Linked DNA regions of Sus scrofa: region 2 is linked to region 1. The links are chromatin contacts, called in public HiChIP or PLAC-seq maps. All regions are on one chromosome and are shown on one strand. Each heading gives the region's core, a stretch centred on a gene start, on an enhancer-like site or on the middle of the called end of the contact. The rest is flanking DNA. Distances are from core to core; before and after follow the strand shown. Region 1 holds the start of ZCCHC3 (zinc finger CCHC domain-containing protein 3). Region 2 holds the start of BCL2L1 (BCL2 like 1).

The links. HiChIP or PLAC-seq counts read pairs in DNA pulled down with a chosen protein or histone mark.
Region 2: a contact with region 1 is called in an H3K27ac HiChIP or PLAC-seq map of alveolar macrophages. The contact joins the promoter of BCL2L1 here to the promoter of ZCCHC3 in region 1. A contact is called at or near these places in 1 of 47 Hi-C or Micro-C datasets (embryonic fibroblasts) and 1 of 2 datasets of contacts at active chromatin or transcription factors (alveolar macrophages).

The regions. Positions count from the first base shown.
Region 1 is chr17:34,884,004-34,887,197 of Sscrofa11.1, reverse strand. ZCCHC3 (zinc finger CCHC domain-containing protein 3) reads left to right here and starts at 1,566. Exons shown (of 1, transcript XM_003134368.4): 1 at 1,566-3,194. The coding sequence starts at 1,710. The coding sequence ends at 2,918.
Region 2 is chr17:35,412,449-35,415,642 of Sscrofa11.1, reverse strand. It overlaps BCL2L1 (BCL2 like 1), which reads left to right and starts at 1,560. Exons shown (of 2, transcript NM_214285.1): 1 at 1,560-2,166. The coding sequence starts at 1,603.

The DNA.
Region 1 (3,194 bases), core at 317-2,816:
GCATGGAAAGATATTAGCAGGCAAGCAGAAAGAACAAAAGGGGGGAATGCGTGAATCTAAGATTTGACGTTTCTGGTTAATGGGCACGGACATGGGTGGAGGAGAGGGGATAGAGGAAAGCATGGCAGAGGTTATAAAGTGAGGGAACTGGAAGATTCGCACGGCACAAGAGTTGGAGAGGCTGGCTTCCTGAGTTCATACTGGAATTGGGGTAAAGGGAAAGATCTTAAGAAAACAACGCACGGGGCTCCTAAGAACTGCAAGAGAAATAGGAACGAATCCAACAGAGGCAGAAAGGAAAAATAACTTCTCCTGGAAACCCATTGTGGACCAAGCTCTTCCACCCAGGTTATCTCCTGAACCCCCATGTTAGTCCTCTGAGAGGAGATATTAATATCTTTTTGTTATGGATGAGCAAATTAAGCTATGAAAACTGAGGTCATTGGCCCCATGCGACAAAGCTGAGCTCTGAAGCAGTCAGATTCAAACCAGGGTCCCTGACTCCACAATCCACCTTTTCTTTCACTAAACCCAGAGGATCACTGGAACACCCTGAAATGCAAGCGCAGCTATGGCAAAGAAAACAACATGAGGAAAGGTGCTGTTAATCTCACCCCCTCAACCACCCAAATTTTATCAGTGCTTCCGAAGCACCAGTTGACACAGATGAGGGAGAAATAAGAGACTGTGTCCCCTGCTAACTTCAGTTAGGGAACCTGTTTTAGACGGGGGTTCCTGGAGAATCTAATCCAAACAGTCCTTGATCCACAATGTCAGAAGCAAAGAGGTAGAAGCCCCCCTAGGCATGGGGCTGCCTATTAATTCTGCCCCTTGACCAAGTGATTTAATCCCAATCTCCAAGCCCCTGCCGCTGGTAAAACGGGTGTATTCACGGGATTGTTTTGGAAGACTCCATGTGATAAAGCTTGCAATGTGCTTAGAACAGTTACTGGACACTTCAGCGCTCAATGTCATCGTCATCATGAATATGATGGAAGTCTTTTTTAAAAATAAGGCAGTCTGACTTACTTGGAAATGTATCAAAAAACAGGAGGTGAGGAGGGATAGAGGTAGTGTGATAAGGTCTATTAAAACTTTAATGACAGAAAGTTAAAATAGTTAAAAAGTTAAAGTGCACAATTCTTTCAACTTCCTATGTTTGAAAATGTCCATGATCCAACGTTGGAAAAATAATGCAGTGTGACCTGCTTTGAGAGGAGGGGAGAGCTAAGTTTTGTTTTTGTCTTTTTTTTTTTTTTAATAGAAAAGGTACAAAAACGAAAACAAAATGGGCGAAATCTTCCTCAACCCCGTCCCGCCTTCGGGCTGTGGGCCGTTTGTAAAGCTGCTTGAATGAAATCATCGAGGACCGCTTGCGAAATACCAAATCCTCGAGAGCGAGACCCAAGGCTGCCAAACTCTCGCAAGGGGCAGGGACGCGCTCCAAGCGCCCCATCCCGCTTCGATGCCGAGGAGGTGGGGTTGGAACGAGCGCCGGCGGAAACGCGGCCCGGCCGTTACCAGGGGGTTCCCGGCTCGCGGGGCCACTGAGCGCTGCAAGTAAATACCTTCGGCGGGGCGGGGGAGAGAAGCGTCGAATTTCAAAAAAAAAAAAAAGCCCAAACCCCCACAGCCCCGGGCGGGCGGGCGCGCGCGATGGGCGCCCTTTGGCTGAGGGAGCGAGTGGAGGATGCTGGGAAGGAGGTAAAATGGCCACCGGCGGCGGCGCGGAGGAGGAGAGGAAGAGGGGGCGGCCGCAGCTCCTGCCCCCCGGGCGCCCGGCGCCCAGGGCTGAGGAAGCTGAGGGCGGCCGCGAGAAGATGGGCTGGGCCCAGGTCGTGAAGAACCTGGCCGAAAAGAAGGGCGAATTCCGCGAGTCGCGGCCGCCGCGGCGGGAGGAAGAAGGCGGCGCAGGAGGCGGGCTTTGCGCCCCCGCGGGCCTGGCAGCGCCGGGCCTCGGCGACTTCCCCCCGGCCGGCCGCGGGGACCCGAAGGGTCGCCGAAGGGACCCGGCCGGCGAGGCGGCGGACGCCCGCAAGAAGAAGGGCGCAGCCGAGGCAGGCAGGAGGAAGAAGGCCGAGGTGGCGGCCATGGCGGGCCCGAGCAGGCCCGGCGCGGCCGAGGACGCGGCCGAGCGGCCTCCCCAGGACGAGACGGCGGCGGCGACGGGCCCCGGGGCGGGCCCGGGCAAGGGCCGCTTTCTCGTGCGCATCTGTTTCCAGGGAGACGAAGGCGCTTGCCCGACCCGGGACTTCGTAGTGGGCGCGCTCATCCTGCGCTCCATCGGCATGGACCCGAGCGACATCTACGCGGTTATCCAGATTCCCGGCAGCCGCGAGTTCGACGTGAGCTTCCGCTCCGCGGAGAAACTGGCCCTGTTCCTACGCGTCTACGAGGAGAAGCGCGAGCAGGAGGACTGCTGGGAGAACTTTGTGGTGCTGGGGCGGAGCAAGTCCAGCTTGAAGACGCTCTTCATCCTCTTCCGGAACGAGACGGTGGACGTGGAGGACATCGTGACCTGGCTCAAGCGCCACTGCGATGTGCTGGCCGTGCCAGTGAAAGTGACCGACAGGTTTGGGATCTGGACCGGGGAGTACAAGTGCGAGATCGAGCTGCGCCAGGGGGAGGGCGGGGTCAGGCACCTGCCGGGAGCCTTCTTCCTGGGGGCCGAGAGGGGCTACAGTTGGTACAAAGGGCAGCCCAAGACGTGCTTTAAATGTGGTTCCCGGACCCACATGAGCGGCAGCTGCACACAGGACAGGTGCTTCAGGTGCGGGGAGGAAGGGCACCTGAGCCCTTACTGCCGGAAGGGCATCGTCTGCAACCTCTGTGGCAAGCGAGGACACGCCTTTGCCCAGTGTCCCAAAGCCGTTCACAATTCCGTGGCAGCTCAGCTAACCGGCGTGGCCGGGCACTGAACACCCGCCTGCCTGCCAAGGTGAACACAGAGCCAGCTTACCCCTCTTAAGTGCCAAAACTTTTTTTAAACCATTTTTTATCGTCTTCGAAGGAGATCTTCTTAAACCTGCAAGAGACGTCTCGCTCTGCCTTCCTAAACCGAGTTTACTCCATTTCAGCCTTTACTGAATTTGGTGACTGTTGTCACTAACGATGACCGAGAACTGTAGCGTGCAGATATGTCGCCCCTCCCTTTTTTAAACTTTGTTTTCTGTTTTGTATTCGAGGATTTTTTT
Region 2 (3,194 bases), core at 311-2,810, 530 kb before region 1:
GCGCAGAACTCTGCCGCGAAGAGCGGTCGCGTCTGGAAACTACCTGGCCGATGAATGGGGGATGTGGCCCCCCATGGCTCGCGGGGCTCGCAGGTGAGAGCGCCGCCTCCCCTGTGCGTGGCAGGCGCTGCGCCCAATGGGAGCCCTCGCCGTCCTGCTTCCGTGCCACCTGGGCTCGCTGATTGGCCGCGCTGGGGCGGGCCGCCGGGGGCGAGACCCCTCCTCCCAGAAAGGTCTAGGGGGCGCCCCAGAGGGAGAGCGGTTGCCTAGCAACGGGGCGGTGGCCGGGCGGGTACCCGGCCTAGCGCGCGGAGGGAGCCGCGAGTCCGCAGCCCACCCACCCTGGGCTCGGGAGAGGTGCAGACCCCTGCCTCTAAACCCTCGCCAGGGCGCGAGGAAGCCACCCTGGGCCTGTCCACAGGAGAACGTGGTTTCAGCTGTGGGGGGGCCTCGAGGAGGCCTCGCCCATTCTCCCTGACCCGAGGAGAGGCCCGGCGCCTCACCCTCGCCCAGTCTTTGTGCCGGGCGCCGGCGGCCATTGTGTCCGTGCGGGGAATGGAGGACCCGGCAGCCCCCCACCGCCACGACCAGGGCCTTTGGGGAATTCAGAGAAAGCCAGCAGCGTTTCTGGGGGGTCCCCGGCTTTCCGCCTCCCTGAAAGGCCCGGGGATGGCCTTTCCGAAGTCAGACCGCAGATACGAGGCAGTTTCCCCCTCCCTCCGTCCCTCATCGAAACCTTGAGCCCCATTGAGAAGTCCCTTTAGGGTTTCAGTAAACCTCACCCTGGGCTGGTACTTAAATAGAAGAAAAACAAAAACTAAATCTCACACCAGCCACCTCCGGGAGAGTTCTCCTGGCTCCCAGTAGGAGGCGGAGAGCCAAGGGGCGTGCAAGAGCAAGGGGGCTGGGCTCCCGGGCCGCGGCTGCTGAAGCGGCCGCCCTCGATCTGGGCGATGGAGGAGGAAGCAGGCGAGGGGGCCGGTTCCTGAGCTTCGTAATTCCTGTATCGCCTTCTGGGCTCTCAGTCTGCCGGGTCGCATGATCCCTCCAGCCGGAGCTGCTTTTTTTGCCAGCCGCCGCGAGGCCGGCTGAGTTACCGGCATCCCGGCTGCCACCTCCTCTCCCGACCTCTGATACAAAAGATCTTCCGGGGGCTGCACCTGCCTGCCGGTCGCCTGAGACGGATTTGAATGTAGGTGGTGCGGGGGTGGGGGGTGGGGGACAGACTGCCCATGGGGGTGACTTTCCGAGGAAGACATTTCGGAGAAAAGGGGGTGGCTGAGGCTTAAAGGCCGGTGTGATGATTCAGAGCCCACTGGTGCTTTCAATTTGACTTTATTGAAGTCCCTTGGAAGCCAGACCCAGACCTTCCTAAGAGCCACAAAAGACCCCATTCTGGTACCTGGAGGGGGAATGGATGTTGCAGGGTAAATGGCATGCATGTTAATTTTTTTTTTTTTTTTTTTCTGAAGCTCTTTCTCTCCCTTCAGAACCTTATCTTGGCTTTGGATCTCAGAAGAGAACCACTAAGCAGAGACCAGACTCAGTGAGTGAGCAGGTGTTTTGGACAATGGACTGGTGGAGCCCATCCCTATTATAAAAATGTCTCAGAGCAACCGGGAGCTGGTGGTTGACTTTCTCTCCTACAAGCTTTCCCAGAAAGGATACAGCTGGAGTCAGTTTACTGATGTGGAAGAGAACAGAACTGAGGCCCCAGAAGGGACTGAATCAGAAGCGGAAACCCCTAGTGCCATCAATGGCAACCCATCCTGGCACCTGGCGGACAGCCCCGCGGTGAATGGAGCCACTGGCCACAGCAGCAGCTTGGATGCCCGGGAGGTGATCCCCATGGCTGCAGTGAAGCAAGCGCTGAGGGAGGCGGGCGATGAGTTTGAACTGAGGTACCGGAGGGCATTCAGTGACCTGACGTCCCAGCTCCACATCACCCCAGGGACAGCGTATCAGAGCTTTGAGCAGGTAGTGAACGAACTCTTCCGGGATGGGGTGAACTGGGGTCGCATTGTGGCCTTTTTCTCCTTCGGTGGGGCACTGTGCGTGGAGAGCGTAGACAAGGAGATGCAGGTATTGGTGAGTCGGATCGCAACTTGGATGGCCACTTACCTGAATGACCACCTAGAGCCTTGGATCCAGGAGAACGGCGGCTGGGTAAGGACCACGCCCCTTGTGGTGTCCCTGTTCCTTGGTCTCAGGTCAGATCCCCAACAGCCTTTCCTCTGTACCTCTTTCTGTCGCGCTGTGTGATTATTGGAGATGTTGTTTGTTAAGGAGATGTGACTGGCCTCACTGCAGCACAAGACGCTAACTGTCCTGAAATACAGATGACCTAGTTCTGCAAGGACCAGACAGCTTCGTTCTGGTCATCCCCATGACCCTACCCTTTCAGACTTGTGTCCAATTTCTCTGCAGAGGAAAACATAGCCTGTGTGTTCATTGGGCCCCAAACCTTTGCGGGTGGCGGGTTAGTCCGGTGTTTCCCTGACCCTGACGTAATGGCTCCCCTCGCTAAGGGTAACACCTGCAGGAGACGGTATCAGTGACCCACCAGTCCCTTCAGTCTTACTCCCCCTGGGATGTCAATCCTGTCCTGGGCTTCCCTCCCCCAGATGGAGTCCCCTGTGTTTCAGAGTTGGCATGACCAGGCAGGGAGTTCCCACTGGCTTAGATGGCTGAGGATTGTCTACTTTTAGGGTGTAAGCTGTGCCAGTGGGCCAGTTGTGTTTGTGCCACACCCCTATGTTCATTGGCTCTGAAGTGTGCAACTTTGGGTATGATTGGACTGTTTGTGGAGCTCTTTGCAGTGTCATGCATTAAGCCCAGGGACTTTGCACCTCACTGCCTGGGGTCGGTTGGGAAGCTCCAGCTGCCTGTTGCTTTCGGGCCAGGGCTCTGGGATCTCTTGCCCGCAAGGCAAGAACCTGGTCCGTGGGGCTCTGTGGGACATTGAGATTCAGTGACAGACTTCGGAAACAAAACTGACACAGGCGTGAGTCCCAGCCCTGTCGCTTAATTAGCCATGTGACCTTGGACAGGCCAGTTTACCTTGAGCCTCAGTTTCTTCCTCTTAAAAAAATGTGACCAGCCCTCCTTGCCCTGCAGGTCTCGTAAATCCTGGAGCGAAGGTGAGCACAGTGACGGACACCAGCCAGTTTGCTGTAGTAGTTGTTCTTGGTCCC